Linked DNA regions of Mus musculus: region 2 is linked to region 1. Evidence: chromatin contacts called from public targeted proximity ligation data. All regions are on one chromosome and are shown on one strand. The core of a region is the stretch at or near the end of the contact, and the rest is flanking DNA. Distances in the headings are between cores, read along the strand shown. Region 1 holds the start of Tcirg1 (T cell, immune regulator 1, ATPase, H+ transporting, lysosomal V0 protein A3). Region 2 holds the start of Pold4 (polymerase (DNA-directed), delta 4).

Region 1 (7,665 bases), core at 1,628-4,127:
TGCACTCTGCACAGACAGGCTAGGCTCCTTCCCCATATTCTCCCTATAACGGTAAGAGTAGCCAGGAGAGATTTTCTTCCCACTGTTATAAACACAAAAGGCTGTGTGCCTTTGCTGGACATGGTGGTGCATACCTTTAATCCAGGCCAACCAGAACTGCAGAGTTCAAGCTACACAGAGAAACTCTGTCTCGAAAGAAAGAAAGATGTATGCCTCCTGAGGCTCTACTGTGAGTAGCAAACTTGCCACTAGGGAGTATCAAGTTCCTTAAAGGTCCTCCTGGCCTGTAGTTTCCAGGCCATCCCTTCTTACCCTTAGCTGGCATATAGCTGTCCCCTCAGAAACTGATAGTTAAGAATATACCTTAAAATTCGGTCTGTGTCCCTCATTGCTATGTGAATTCAGGAAATCTTTCAATCTCTCTTAAGTTTCTCCAACAAATGGGGATCGTTAGCAAAGTTGTTCAACATGACAGTAATTGGGTACTTACTATCCAGGGGCCCTCTTAGGGCCACACCTTTTCAGGGAGCAGAGCAGATCATAATCTTTTCCTTGTGGGACAGGAGGGTCACCTGGCAGAGACTAATGGGGCCACGTGAGCGGTGGCTCCTTTGGAGGGCTGAGGAAACCAGGCATCCATGCAGACTTCCAGGGGTCAGTTTGAACTGTGATGGGCAGATTCAGGAGGGGTCTGCCATTATGACAGTGACCTGTGGCCACTCCTTCAGGCCATCACCATTGAGGCTGAGCCAAGAGCCGATGGCAGCCGCCGAACGACACGCTATGACATCGACATGACCAAGTGTATCTACTGTGGTTTCTGCCAGGAAGCCTGCCCTGTTGATGCCATTGTGGAGGTGAGCGGGCTGGGTGAAGTGGCTCGCACTGAGGCTCCTGAGAAGGGTTCGCCCTGCTCACTGTCCACCTTCCCACAGGGCCCCAACTTCGAGTTCTCCACCGAGACACACGAGGAGTTGCTGTACAACAAGGAGAAGCTACTCAACAATGGAGACAAGTGGGAGGCCGAGATCGCTGCCAACATCCAGGCTGACTACCTGTACCGGTGACCAGACCACTGGTGACCTTGGCCACCTGGCTCAGCCTTGTGGCCCCTTTAGCCCATAAAGAAACTATGATCCCACAGCTACCTGTTGTGTTGTTCCATTTCTAGGGCAGAATCTACCCCACGCAGCCAGGGGCATCTGGTTTGCTCCAGCCAGACCAGGTGTGCATGGCCTGCTGCATCGCTCTCTCAGTGGGTTCCAGCCACTCACCTGCCCCAAAGTCTAGCAAATGCAGAACCCAGCCATCCTCTATGGTGCACAGGCCTACCAGGCCTCTTTGTGATCGGCAATACTACCCAGAACCGTATCACACATCTGGGCTTTTTCCCACAGCCTGGCAGTGCAGGTCACCAGGGGCCTGTTGTCCCCATTGGTGTTGGGTGTCTGAGAGGTGAGGTCCAGGTCTTCTGTTTTCTTGGCTGTCCATCGCTACAGTTTGGACTTGGATCCTTTCCAGGCTCTGCTTGAGTCCATCAAGAGCCTCAGGAGGAGGCTGAGTAGGAAGGAGGCTGAGTAAATGAGTTATTCTTATCCTGAGATTGCACAGAAAAGCTTAGTGTGGCCACATGTCTGTGACCCTCTGCTGGAGGATGGAGTCAAGTGGATCCCAGAGTCCCTGGCTAGCCAAACTTAATCAAAATGGCAAGTTTCAGGTTCAGTGAGAGAGACTGGCTCAAAAACTGAGTGCAACAGGTGGCCAACTGAGGAAAATTCCTGCTGCTCACCTCAGGCCTCCATGGGTGCCTGCACGGGGAGTGTAGCCGCACACTTGCACCCAACATCCCTAAGGTCAGGGTGTCCTTTGGGGAACAGGAAGCTTGCTAGGGGGTGACAGTCACAAGGGAATGACATAGGTCCTGCTGCCTCTGAGCTGGCCTTGCCTCTGGCTACTACATCCCCTTTGCCCACTAAGTTCTCTGACTCCTCCCAAGTGTGGGTGTTATACTTGTTACCGTTTCAGACACCGCCCTCACCTCTACCCCGACCCTGTGTGGGCACACACACATTGTGTGTGTGGGGGGGGGGACGGGACTGCTGCTAGCTTGGTTCTCCTATTCTTATGTACACTTCTACTGTATTCACAACTACAGCTTTATGGCCCGTCTGTTGTCTGTTCCCCCACAGTGAAGAGCACTGGCTTGTGCCCCCTGGTACACTTGTGTGAGGGTCCTCACCAAGTCACCTCAGACCCATGTCATACCTGTTTTCTGGGGATACCTACCCACTTCGACTCAGTTTTCAGGTTGCCTTAGGCTTCCATTCTATACTCCCCCCACACATTAGAGCCCTTGTTTATTGAATGGGGCTCAAGGGTCAGCACAGCTGAGGGGCCCCTTGTCCCTCTGGTCCCCATTGGGTACAGTCCAGCCTGTCCAAAGTACAGGCAGCTGAATGGTCCTGAATCCCAGTTTCCATACCTCAAGGGCTAGGAAGGAGGTTGAGGCACTTCTGGAGTCTCCAGGCTCCTGGGTCAAGTTCCTCCGCAGAGACTGGCCCAACCAACACCCTGCTGCCAGTGGAGAGGGGCCCATAGCGTGGGCCCACCCTTACCCAGCATAGTCTGAGCTGGGTGAGGTTGGGTAGCAGCCGATCTTGCACAATAGCGAAGTAGCTTGAAGCAGATTGTACGTACTAGGAAGGTGAAGGTGGCCTATCCTTAAGGTCCTACCTGTCATCTCCCGATTATCGGGATTTTTTTGTCGGTTATCTCCCGATTCCCGGGATTAAACGATTCCGGGGCGTCCAGACACCGCCCTCACCCCCACCCCCACCCCGCGCCCGAACTCAGTGGGGGGCGGGACAGGGCGGGCAGTGGGCAGGCCGTCACAGGCCACACCCACTCCGGTATTTCGAAGCTGGAGTGAGCTGCACTGGCCGGAGGGCGGGCTCAGATCCTAAGCCGAAGTTGAGCGAAGAGTCCACCTGGGTGAGTGTCCTGCTAAACTGAGGAACCCCAGCCCTGCCTACCAACTGCTTCTTCCTCCGCCTGGACAAGGGTCCAGGCGCCCTGCCCGACTCCGGGTGGAGGCAACTCAGAGGCCACGCGACCGTGTCAGGCAGTCTGGGATGCAGGCAGGCCGCAAGGAGAAGCAGAGGATAGGTTGCTAGCTCCGGGAAACTTCAGAGCCTGAGCTCATGGAGGCCCCTGCTGCGTCTGGCTCTGAACGAGGGACCCATTCTACAGATGAGGAAACGGAAGCCATCCTACTAGGAAGTGGCCGGGCTCAAGGCAGACTCCAGCCCCTCTCCTCATCCTCCGAAGAGCAGGGTCTGGGAGAAAAGGCAGGGGTTGAAGGAAGACTAGGAAAGGGGGTGCAGGAGTAAGGCAGAACACCGGGGCCTCAGGGGAAGGCCAGATCGCGAGTGGTGTGTGTGGGTCTAGCTCGCAGATTACAGGACAGGACCTAGTAACAAAATCAAGGTATGTAATGTGGACTGTCTGCAGGGAGCATGGGGGAACTTCCGTTTGTCTTGCATGTACATGTCTAGCATCCCTTGGCTGGAGCACCCGAGTGCTGGTGGTTATGGCGCTGGGACTAGGCAGGATGTGCCAAGTCAGAGCAGCGTCCCTCTGTCTGGGACAGACCCCTCTGTGGTGTGGTTCTAGTTGGCCATGTGACCTTAGACTTCACCTTACTCCACCTGGGTTGGCCCATTTATAAATTAAGGCCAGGATAGGAGGAGTGGTGGTAGCACAAGCCTTTAATCCCAGCACTCAGGAGGCAGAGGTGGGCTGATCTCTGAGTTCAAGGCCAGTCTGATCCCCAGAGCCAGTTCCAGGACAGTCAAGGCTACACAGAGAAATCCTTTCTTGAAAAACGGACAAACAAAAAAATCGTAAGGCTGGGTTGTCCACTAGGAATTGGGGGGAAGGGGTGTTTATAGAAAGAAGTAAGATGTGGGGAGTCTGATTTTTCGTTTATCTCCTCACTCACATCTTTCCTGCCAGGGGTGGCCAATTCAATCAAAGAGGAAACAGGCCCAGAGAGGGCAAGTGACTTACCCAGTGTCACATAGCTGCTTACAATTTGGGGAGGACCCTAGAGACTTAGTCCCTGGCTCTGTGCACCCAGCCCTCCCTGCTCACCCCTGCCTGTGCAGGGCCTGGCTCTTCTGAAGCCCTTGACTACCATCTGAATTCTTTCCTTTCCCAAGCTGGGGACAGGACTGTGGTTTCCCCTTAAGTAAACCAGACCTAGGGAGGAAGTGGTCTGCTGGGCAGACCCAGGCAGTAAGCTGGGCCCATTAGTATCTGAAGTTCCTCTCGATGTGTGTCCCCACTTGTGACCTCCAGCCCTCAACGCCAGTTTAAGAGCTGAGGAAACGGTGTCCCCAAGATCCTGAACCTGAAGAGCAGTAGCTACCAAGGAGCAGGCAGTGGCCCCAGGGAGAGTGTTGGCTTTTGGCTGGGCATCTGCAGGGCAGTTGAAGAGTCCGTTTGCTTTCCAGCCAGGAAGTGTGTGCCTGCTGGGGTTAGAGGGAGGCCACCAGAGCTTCCCGCCCATTGTTTCATGGTTTCACTTTCCCAGTTTCAACACCAAGACTTTTCCCAGCCCCACAGGCAATGTTGCGGGCAGCCAAAGGCAACCCCCAGCCAATCCTCCCCTTCAGGATTTCAGCTCCAGGGAACTTAGAGGGAGTTCCACCCCCACCCTCTGCATGTATAAGGAAGCAGGCTAGACAGCTCAGAGGCATTTGGTGTCAGTTGTCACAGCCTAGGGTCTCAGGGCTAAGCTGGGTCTCAAGTGGGGGGCAGACAGAGAGGTGATCCAGTGCTGAAAACACTGCTGGAGCCAGGGTGTCTGGGAGCTGCTGGGCTAGAAGCAAGAAGGCAGCAGAAGGAAGGCCAGCTTAAAGACAGCCTACGGTGGTAGGCTTTGGGGTCACTGGGCTGCTCCATGCTTTTTTTTTTTTCTTTTTTTTTGGGGGGGGGGGAGTTCGAGACAGGGTTTCTCTGTGCAGTCCTGGCTGTCCTGGAACTCACTCTGTAGACCAGGCTGGCCTTGAATTTAGAAATCCGCCTGCCTCTGGCTCTCAAGTGCTGGAATCAAAGGCGTGCGCTACCACTGCCCGGCCCATGCTTTCTCTTGCTACTGACTTTCTGTTAACCTCGGTACCCATTACTTCTTTCCTGGCCTCAGTTTTTCCATCTGTCCGATGAATGGGAACAGGTGTATGGATGCCTGCCTGGAACTAGCTCCTAACCACCTTTTTTTTTTTTTTTTTTGCCTGCCCTAAGGATCATGGGCTCTATGTTCCGGAGTGAAGAGGTGGCCTTGGTCCAGCTCCTGTTGCCCACAGGGTCTGCTTACAACTGTGTGAGCCAGCTTGGTGAGCTGGGCCTCGTGGAGTTCAGAGACGTAAGTGGGGTGGGACAGAGGCCTGGGCGGGTAACCCACATCAGGAAAGGCCGTGTGATTACCCCTGGCCTGCCACAGGAGCATCCCAGCCCTCCCTTCCAGCACCGGCGCCCTTCCCATGCTTACTCGTGCCTTTTCTGGCACGCGGTTGAGTCTGCTCCAACTAGTCCGTTCAGGCTAATTGGGCACCAAGCAACTTTTTGGAGGAGGTGCTTCAGACCTGGATCCCAGAGCAGTGACCTCCTGATCCCCTCCCAGAGATTCTGACCCGTATATGTATCCATCACAGCTCAACGAATCCGTGAGCGCCTTCCAGAGACGCTTCGTGGTAGACGTCCGGCGCTGCGAGGAACTGGAGAAGACGTTTAGTAAGTTGGACCCAGATTCACATCCCATGGAATGAGCGCTAGGCAAGCTTGGTCTGAAGGGAAGTGCCCCCGTTACCCAGGTGAAAGGCAGAGAAGGGAGGTGTGGGCGGGGCTGCTGGCATCCGCAGGACATCCTTGGCTCTGGGTGGGTGGAGCCAAGGACGATAGGTAGGACTGCCTTGGAGTATGAGCCACAACTCTATTAAGCTTTCTGCCTAGATGGACTGGGGTGGGCAGACGCTGGGGTGGAGGGCTAGAAAGGCCTTTCTTAGGTCAGAGATGAGGGCAAAACAGGGGGAACAGAGCGGCTGCTTCTAAACAGTTTAGCCCGGGATTTTTCTGGAGATCTGACTCAGCAGATTAGTCATGGCCTTTGGTGCGCATTAGGGATCTCCCTACATGTCTGCAGCCCCTGGCTAACAATAGACATGAGCTGGCATAACCCTGTGTGACTTCCCCTAACCCCACCGCCCCTTTCTGTGTCTAGCCTTCTTGCGGGAAGAAGTGCAGCGGGCAGGTCTGACGCTGGCCCCACCTGAGGGGACACTGCCAGCACCACCTCCCCGAGACCTGCTGCGCATCCAGGAGGAAACGGATCGCTTGGCCCAGGAGCTTCGGGATGTTCGTGGCAATCAGCAGGCACTGCGGGCCCAGCTGCACCAGCTGCGGCTTCACTCGGCTGTGCTGGGCCAGAGCCACAGCCCGCCGGTCAGCCCCAGCCAGGGCAGGGATGGGGCCTGGAGATATATATGCCACGGCTGGGGCTCACAATGTCTCTTGGTGCCTAGGTGGCAGCTGACCATACTGAAGGACCCTTCTCTGAGACAACACCCCTGCTTCCAGGCACCCGGGGGCCACATTCAGACCTGAAGGTCAAGTGAGTCGGGGCAGTTTGTCTTTTCTGGACAGCCTTAAGGCACTGGCCAAAGAAGGGGACCCGATGGCCCCTGAGTCTCTGTATGTTGTGTTTGGGGGTTCCCCACGAGTGCTTCCTGTGAGGTGAGTTGGGAGGAGGCTGCAGCCCGCCTCCAGCCCTGTTGGCAGTTTTGTGGCAGGTGCTGTGGAGCCCTACAAGGCTGCGGCCCTGGAGCGCCTGCTGTGGAGAGCTTGCCGCGGCTTCCTCATTGCCAGCTTTCGGGAGACTGAGGGGCAGCTGGAGGACCCAGTGACGGTGAGTTTGCAGGGGGGCCAGGGTGGGGGCCGTCAGGGAGGAGCCAGGGCTCCAGAGACTAACCGAACCTGGCTTTCACAGGGTGAGCCTGCAACTTGGATGACCTTTGTCATCTCCTACTGGGGTGAGCAGATCGGACAGAAGATCCGAAAGATCACAGACTGGTGAGCCACGAGTGCATGGTCACTCGGCCGCGGGAGGTGTCCAGTCGACTGGTCCTGTGTGGCCCAGGCCCCTGATAACACCTTCAGCCGAGTTTGTCCTGCCCCCAGCTCTACCTGGTGACTCCCACTGACCCCCATTACCCCATGTCTTCCTCAGCTTCCACTGTCATGTCTTCCCATACCTGGAGCAGGAGGAAGCCCGGTTCAGGACCTTGCAGCAGCTGCAGCAGCAAAGCCAGGAGCTTCAGGAAGTGAGTGCCCATGTGACCTGACCCCTGATAGCTCCCTCAAGGCTCCCTTGATTACTTTTTTTTTTTGTCCCCAGGTCCTGGGGGAGACAGACCGGTTCCTGAGCCAGGTGTTGGGCCGGGTGCAGCAGCTGCTGCCCCCATGGCAGGTGCAGATCCACAAGATGAAGGCAGTGTACCTGACCCTCAACCAGTGCAGTGTGAACACCACACACAAGTGCCTCATCGCGGAGGTCTGGTGTGCCGCGAGGGACCTGCCCACTGTGCAGCAGGCGCTGCAGAGCGGCTC
Region 2 (7,665 bases), core at 3,142-5,641, 320 kb before region 1:
AAAACAGAAGACAAAACAAACTGTTCCTTTGATCTCATCCCTTTCCAGCTATCACTGCAGTCTCCGGTCCTTTACGGTAAAATGTTCCTCAAAGTATTGGCATGTGCTCACTTCGGCGGCATACACACTGAAGTTGGAGTGCTAGGATGGCATAAGAATCAGTAAGACGCACCAGATTTTTCATCCTCACCATCCAGTGTTAGAGTCAAAGCCACTCCTGCCATCATCCCTTCCCTAGCATGATAATACAATCAAACCAAAGAACAAGTTCCCAGTTCTCCAGGCAGGCTCTTAACTCACACCACAAAGCTGCTCTTACCAAAGTTTCCAGGGACCTCTGTGCGGCTGAACCCTCTCAAATTGCGTTTTATCGGCTTCTTGGGAACACCTAACGGTTGACACTCTGCTGGGACTCTCGAGGCTCCCCATCACCTCCATTGCTCTGCTCTTCCTTTGGCTCTGCAGGCTACCCTCACCCCTGTCTCCTTTGTCTCAATCTCCCACCTCCCTGGCCTAAAAGTAGGGGCTGGGCTGTCCTTGGATCTCTCTTTTCTCAATACTCTTTTTTTTTTTTTTTTTTTTTTTTTGGTTTTTGGAGACAGGGTTCCTCTGTGTATCCCTGGCTGTCCTGGAACTCACTCTGTAGACCAGCTGGCCTCGAACTCAGAAACCCTAATCCTAACCCTAACCCTAACCCTAACCCTGCTTCCCAAGTGCTGGGATCAAAGGTGTGCACCACCATTGCCCAGCTCTCTTAATACTTTTAATATATTGGCTGATGAATGGACTTGGATTTTTTAAGACAGGGTCTCTCTTTGTAGCTCTAACAGCCCTGTAACTCTCTACATAAACTAGGCTGGACTTGAACTCACAGAGATCTTCCTGTCTCTGTCTTTTGAGTGCTGAGATCGTATTGGAGACAAGGTCTTGCTATGTTGCCAGACTGGCTTTAAAACTTTAGTCCTGAATCCGGTTCCAGAGTGTTGGGATTACAGGAGATCAAGCACCCATGTGCCAGCTCATTCTTGCTGACCTTAAATGCCATTTGAAATTTCCCCAAAGTTATATCTCAAATCTAGACCTCTCCGGAATTCCAGATTTACTGTATCTTCTGCCTACATCCCATCTTTACTGGGATACATTGCAAGCACTTCAAATGTAACATATTGACTGGGGGTGTAGCTCAGTAATGGAGCACTTGCCTGTTATAGGCAAGACCTCAGGTTCCACCCACAGCCCCTCCCCAAAAGCCAAAACATCCAAAGCTCTTTGTTCCCTTCCTACTTTCCTCTTCCCACTCCTCCTCCTCCTCCCTCCTCCTTCCTCTTCCTCCTCCTCCCTCCTCCTTTTTCTACTACTATGGGATATCTGATCTTCCGGTCACTCAAGCCCAAATCTTTGGAGTTATCCTTGGCTCCTACCTCTTAAATCCCAGTCAGTTGTCTCCTCAAAATAAAATCTGGCTACTTCTCAGCAGCTCCATTTCCCCTCCCTGCTTCGAACCACATCCCTGTCACCTGTTCTCCGACAGGTTTTGTTAGCCTTGCTGAGCAGAGCCGTTTCACCACCTGTCTGCTTTCCCAACTCCATAGACTTTCCACCCACAGCTGCACTTGTATTTTCAAAACATAAGTTCAATGTTGTCATTCCTTAAAGCCATCCATATCTCTTTTCACTCACTGTAAAATCCAGATTTCTTATCATGGTCTACAATGCCCAATGGGACTGGCCTGCTGCCTGTTTGGCCTCATTCCCTTCTGTCTTCTTGTCTCCTTGTCTCCTGAGTTCCGACCTTCACATGCTTGTGTGAACAGTCTGAAAATGTTCCTGCCATTGAGCCTTTCTTGTCATTCTTTCTGTCTGTAACACTTACTCAGGTGTGAGCCCTCTCTGCCTTCCTTCTTTGTGTCTCTCTTTTCAAAGGCTTTTAAAACGATGGAGCCTTTCCTATCCTACTCTACAAAATATCTTGTTGACATTTTCTAACCCCCTAAAAGCCTCTCACCCTAATTTTACTTAATGCTGACCACCACATGACATAACTAGTTTCCATGATTGTTTTGCCTATATTTTCAGTGATATTGACACCCCATGGGATCTATAGTAGCAGGAACTTAGTAGCTGTTCATAAGTTGGGCATATTAGGCAGATTTTCTGCTGGCTGGTCAGGGAAGGAAACTTAGAGTGAGTTTCTACCAGGGAATACCAGAGGCCACTCAGCTTTTGAAAAGACTGCCTTAGAAAAATAGATATGGAAGCCTTGTGGTATAGAAACACAAGCCTTTAACCCCAGCACTTGGGAGACAGAGGCAAGTAGATTTCTGTGAGTTAGAAGCCAGCCTGGTCTATATAATGAGTTCTAGGACAAACAGAACTACATAGTGAAACCTTTTCCCCATTAATTAATTAGTTAATTAATTAATCACTTTACATCCCAGTCACAGCACTGTCCCCCGCCCCATATTGGGACCCTTTAATCTCAGCATTCAGGAAGCAGAGGCAGGCAAATTTCTGAGTTTGTAGCCAGCCTAAGTAAAGAAAAAAAAAAAAAAAAAAAAAAAAAAAAAGCCTGTAGCTGGCTCTCCAGCCCACTTACAGTTTGGGAACTGCCGGCTAGATTAGAGCATATTAAGAGATGTAAGGTCAGAATCTCAGGCTTAATGTACTTTATTGTAAGCATTAGTGAGCTCCTTGATCCAATAACTCACTCATCTGTGCCCTCAGCTAGATGCCCAAGGTGGGCCCTTTAGGTTATCTGCCGACATCTGGTTTATGCCAGCCTGTGCTGGATTTGCCACACCGTAGGTCAGGGGTGTGGCGGGTGGGCATCTGGTGGTCATGATTAGGGCGTGGAGGTGCTCAGCTTCACAGGTCCCAGGAGCTTCAGCAGCCTGCTGTTTAGATGGAGAAGAAGCTGAACCAGGAAGACCTCCACAGTCAGCCTGCTGTTTCTCCAAGGTTGGAATGAGCAGAGCAGGCCATGATGTCTGTCCTGAAGTTCTTGGTGGCTAGGAGGTGCCCAGAGAAGGACAACGTGGGGGTACCTCAGAGTGGGTAGAGATGCCACAGGCTGTGGAAGACAGGGTGGGAGAAGGAAGTCATAGCCACATCAGTTCTGTTCCTTGATGGACTGTCTCTAGTTCTTACTTACTTACTGCCTACAATCCTGTGGCTCTGGTGAACACCTCAGGACTCATGGATAGCTCCATGGGCCCTAGATATACCCGTCCCCCACCATCAGCTCATAGAGGTAAGGATCATTATCGAGATCTATCTCGAGCCAGACTCTTCTTGCTTGACAGGAAGGACCGTCTAAGTCTGTTCCCACTTCTCCAAGTCAAGGTAGCCCCTACGTAGACCAAGAGGGTGGCAGCTCCTGGAGAAGTCCCTGGTTCCCCTGAAAGCTGTCCCAGCCTATCCTGACCTGCATTGGAAGTGAGGGTCTTCAGGGTGTGCCTTCAACACTTGGTACACCTCTAGGGGGGGCTTCAAGCCCATCTGCTCTGCCCGACTCCAGCGCTGCAGCCTTGTGATACCTGCCATCAGGAAAAGAAGACAGGATAGGCAGGAGAATCCAGGATAGTGGACATGGACGGCAGTTTCTTGAGCCTCCATAGTCAGTTTCAGGAGACAGTGTCCAAGAGCTAGGCAGGATTACTTTTGAGACACATTGATAACAGAACTGATTCAGAGATGTGCCTGATGGGAGGGACTGGAAATGGGGTGCTCACCTGTACAAGGCCCATACTGCCAGGCCAGGTCAAACTGCCTCAGCAGCTCCAGCTCTGTTTCCTCCTGGCTGAGGGACTGGGTGTCTTCCCCTGCAATAACATGTGGTGGCTCCTCAGGCACATCCAGGCCTTTGCCCTACCCTGGACTTAGAGCTGTGACTCTATATCCTGGCAATCTCCCCACCCATTTGCCTTTGCCATCCAGCAGACAGACAGCTCATCGGAAGTGCGAGACATGCTAGCTTCCCTTTTTAGCCAACACACACACACACACACACACACACACACACACACACACACACACACAGAGTCCTTTCTGGTCACTTCATGTCCACTCTTCCTGCCACCCCCACATTTTAGAGACCTAGCTCGGGTGCCAGCTCTCCCTTGCTGTGCCCAGGGGGCCCCTCCCTCTTCTTCACAACAGGATAGGAGTCAGTGATGAACCGCTTCCGACCCATGGCGGCCACCCAGGCAGGCGGAGCAGGAGGCAAAGAAAAGGCAGGGCAGCGGGCCTGTGAGAGACAGCTGCTGAGAGTGAGAGAGGGGGCCAGAGAGAGATGGGCCAGCAATGGACAGACAAGTTGACCCAGACAAGCAGAGAGAGGAAGTCCCTAGGTTCCAGGGAATGACGCCTGTCTTCCGCCCCCACAAGCACGCAAACATCAGAGACCTAAGCAAATGGCAAACGGCCTTTGCGGGGCGGGACCTTAATTCTAGCCAATGGCAATCGGCAGAAGACGGGGGGCGGGGTAGCTGCTGCTGCGTTTCGAGTGAGGAGGGGTTAGGCGGAACCAAGAACCTGTCAAGATGCCCCAGACTTCACCACCTCCTCGGGTTTCTCATTGGTCCACTTGGGTCCCTTGGGACATATAGAGAGTTATCCTCGGCCTCTCACTTCCCGTTTTTCCTTCCTAGGCAAATGTTCTTTTCAGCCTCACTAATCCCCATGGCCAGTTTTTAAGTCCCCTGAGAACCTTTTTCTCCTGCCGGTTGGCCCTAGAGCGCTGTGGGATCAGATCTGTAGGTCCAAAGAGAGTTTGGACTAGTCCAGGTCCTTCCCTGCTGCTCTTACTGGCCCCAGGAGACCTTGCTGGAGAAACTCATGAGCTCAGAAGGCTCCTTTCTCACAGTCTGCTGGCAGAGCCACTGTCCACCCAGCCCAGGCATGCGGTTGCTGTGGCCGCTGTCAAGTCCCACAGCCTGCCTCTGTCCACTTTGCTAGTCAGGAAGATTCCATTCCAAGCAGGACGCCAGAAGTATAGTCTCCATTCTCCATGGGTTCATATCCCCAGTTCTTAACTGACAGATCTGCTCTGTTTTTTTGTTTTTGTTTTTTTCTGAATGTGTATCATGAGCAGAAAATAATTTCAATAAACCCAACCCTCATATTGGACTTTCCATGTGCCGAGTTCTAAGCATCTCCCACATGCTAACTCAAAATAGATATCAAAAGAGTTTTTTTGCAAGTGGGAAGTGTAGGCAAATTGTGATCAGTGCTCTTAGTAACAGCTACTGTGTAACTAACTAGCTTCCCGTGTGCTGCAGAAGTGCTCTTAGTAACAGCTACTGTGTAACTAACTAGCTTCCCGTGTGCTGCAGAAGTGCTCTTAGTAACAGCTACTGTGTAACTAACTAGCTTCCCGTGTGCTGCAGAAGTGCTCTTAGTAACAGCTACTGTGTAACTAACTAGCTTCCCGTGTGCGGCAGAAGCTCCCAGGCTTGCGCGGTAGAGAGAGGGACATACACAGTCGTTAGTCCTGGACAGGAGAGCAGGAGCACGAATGCCTTAGAGCTGGAGGAGAATGGTAGGCATTGGGAGAAGACCTCAGGAGGTAATTGCTGTAAACAGCGTCTCTCAATTCTCTACCCATGACCTTTGTTTTGGGGCTCCTGTCATCACTGACTCACCCCTACTACCACCTCCCCCTCACCAACTTCCTGGCAGCGGGTGAAAATGCTGGCCCGTGGGAGTCTGGGAACCAGCACTTGGACTGACCCAGCACTAATCACCCTCTGGAGAGCCCATCCGGTTCTTCCTTCCAGGGGTGCAAGGATGGCTGGTTGGAGGCCTTTGCCCTCCTTTTTGGAAGCTCTGTGATCTGGCTTAGGAAGCACTCGGCTGGCCTCCCGTGTGTGTGGAGGCAGAGAAGAGGACCCCTCCAAAGAGAAACCCACCAGTGGTGGGCAGAAGGTTGTGTCTCCAGGGACCTCCTCTTGCTAGCCTTCCCCCATTAGCTTCTTGAAGAAGAAGGAGCTGCAGGCACACTGCAAAGACCTGGAAGGCCTTTCTGGGACCCATTGTTTGGGGTGGCTCAGGTCTGATCCCTCCATCTGTCTCCTGGACATCTGGGAGAAGAGACCCTACAGAGTTGGGAAGGGGGACAGGGAGAATTCTCTACTAGGCAGGGAAAGGCACAGGCATTAGGTCTAGTGAGGCTCTATAGTGGGTAGCTCCTAGGCTCCGTGGGACTGACCACCACTCCTCCCTAAGAAGGCCTCAGATATTCTGGGGCTGTTCCCAAAGGTATGTGGCACCCACTTCCTGAGTCCACAAAGCCCTGAGGGAGCAGGGAAGCCTGGGTGGGGCAGACCCCTCCTCATTCCTGGTCCCTCCCACCCCTGAAAGCTGATAGCCGTGGGGCCTGCCACCGCCCAGGGAGCGTGAAATGGGGTGTGCCGCTGGGCGGCCACAGCAGCTCCCTCCACTGCCTGCGCCTAGTCGCTTGTCTCCTTTGGCAGCTCCTGACACCCTGACCTGCTCTGTGGATCTTGGCTGAGCCATCCCTACCTGCCCTCCCTTCAGCCCCCACCCCAGATCTGCCTGGCTCAGGTCCAGGTAGCTTCTCCAACACTGACTGGAAAGATACCTCCCAGGGGCTTTAGGTTCCCTCAGCCCCTAAGGGATCTGGAGTGCTCTGCTTCAGTGCAGGGACCCTAGCACTAGCCTTCTGGTGGGGGAGGTGTGTGGGGGTGGAGCTCTCCCTAGGAAGCATGCTGTCCTCTCCAGGTGAGCAATAAGATGGATCATCCTGGCTGCTCAGTATCCGACGTGTCTCTAAGGTGGTTAGGGCACTGACTTGGTCTCCTATCTTTGGGTGTTTTCCTACTTTCTTCTCTAACCTCATCATTTTCCTTCCTGCCTAGAACACTTTGCTTGATGCAGAGTTCTCAGAGTGGAGACCAAACTGGTGGTCTAAGTTAGTGGCTCAATTCTGTCTTGTATACGAAGTGTCTTTGGTCAGCACTGATTCCAGAAGCTGGTGATAGAAGTGGATGGAGTTAACTTATACTTTGCAAATACCCTAAGCCTTATTAGGTTCAAGGTCAAAGTCCTGTGAAGACCAGGAGAACAAACAACCTGAACAGAAACCTAGACCTGGGACTCCCTGGGGCTGAGACTCACTGCGCGCGGCTCCTGTGGGAGCAGGTTCATCTTAGCTTTACTCAGTGTGACAGTTCTGGGTGGGGTCAGCACTCTTCACAAATATACATCCTGAAAGTCCCTCGCCTTCAGTTTGAGATGGGTCATATGGACAGAGCCAGTTAGAGCTGAAAAGATGGGGCAGGTAAAAGTGAGGGAGGGCAGCAGCTGCATGAGTTCAATGGGATGTGAGGTCTCTCCCATTTCTTTCTCTCTCCTTAGCAACTCCCCCACTCAGGCCCTGCTACTCATTCTGAGCTGAAATTCAGTCCAGTTTAGGGGATTTTGTGCACCCAGGTGGACACCCCAAAACATCTTGCCCATCCAGCCTTCATCTTTTCCCCAGCCTTCATTTTTGCCATATTCCTTCAGGGTCTCCTCCTAGCCCCTCTCTTCCCTCTCAGACCCAGCACCTTAGCCTAGTAGGTTCTGAGTTTCCTGGATTTAAAGGGTGAAAAAATAGGAAGGTTTCTCTGGGTCCCTAGTGTCTATTCTGCCTTGCCTAGGAAC

Evidence for each region.
Region 2: a contact with region 1 is called in a targeted proximity ligation map of pancreatic cancer cells. A contact is called at or near these places in 4 of 39 promoter capture datasets (the C10 cell line, cranial neural crest, embryonic stem cells and 1 more), 1 of 484 Hi-C or Micro-C datasets (pre-B cells), 3 of 130 datasets of targeted methods (embryonic stem cells, memory CD8 T cells and pancreatic cancer cells) and 3 of 9 other capture datasets (embryonic stem cells, liver and pancreatic islet).

Annotation. Positions count from the first base shown.
Region 1 is chr19:3,902,345-3,910,009 of GRCm38.p6, reverse strand. It overlaps Tcirg1 (T cell, immune regulator 1, ATPase, H+ transporting, lysosomal V0 protein A3), which reads left to right and starts at 2,877. Exons shown (of 20, transcript NM_001136091.2): 1 at 2,877-2,991; 2 at 5,305-5,425; 3 at 5,715-5,793; 4 at 6,281-6,501; 5 at 6,582-6,670; 6 at 6,838-6,964; 7 at 7,046-7,128; 8 at 7,286-7,379; 9 at 7,454-7,665. The coding sequence starts at 5,309. Ndufs8 (NADH:ubiquinone oxidoreductase core subunit S8) reads left to right here. Exons shown (of 7, transcript NM_001271443.1): 6 at 729-857; 7 at 936-1,147. The coding sequence ends at 1,067.
Region 2 is chr19:4,228,619-4,236,283 of GRCm38.p6, reverse strand. Pold4 (polymerase (DNA-directed), delta 4) reads right to left here and starts at 4,391. Exons shown (of 4, transcript NM_027196.4): 1 at 4,096-4,391; 2 at 3,732-3,821; 3 at 3,425-3,536; 4 at 2,650-3,070. The coding sequence starts at 4,192. The coding sequence ends at 3,046. Gm45928 (predicted gene, 45928) reads right to left here. Exons shown (of 4, transcript NR_132309.2): 2 at 3,732-3,821; 3 at 3,425-3,536; 4 at 2,652-3,070. All of the region lies in intron 2 of LOC102631992 (a long non-coding RNA gene), which reads left to right.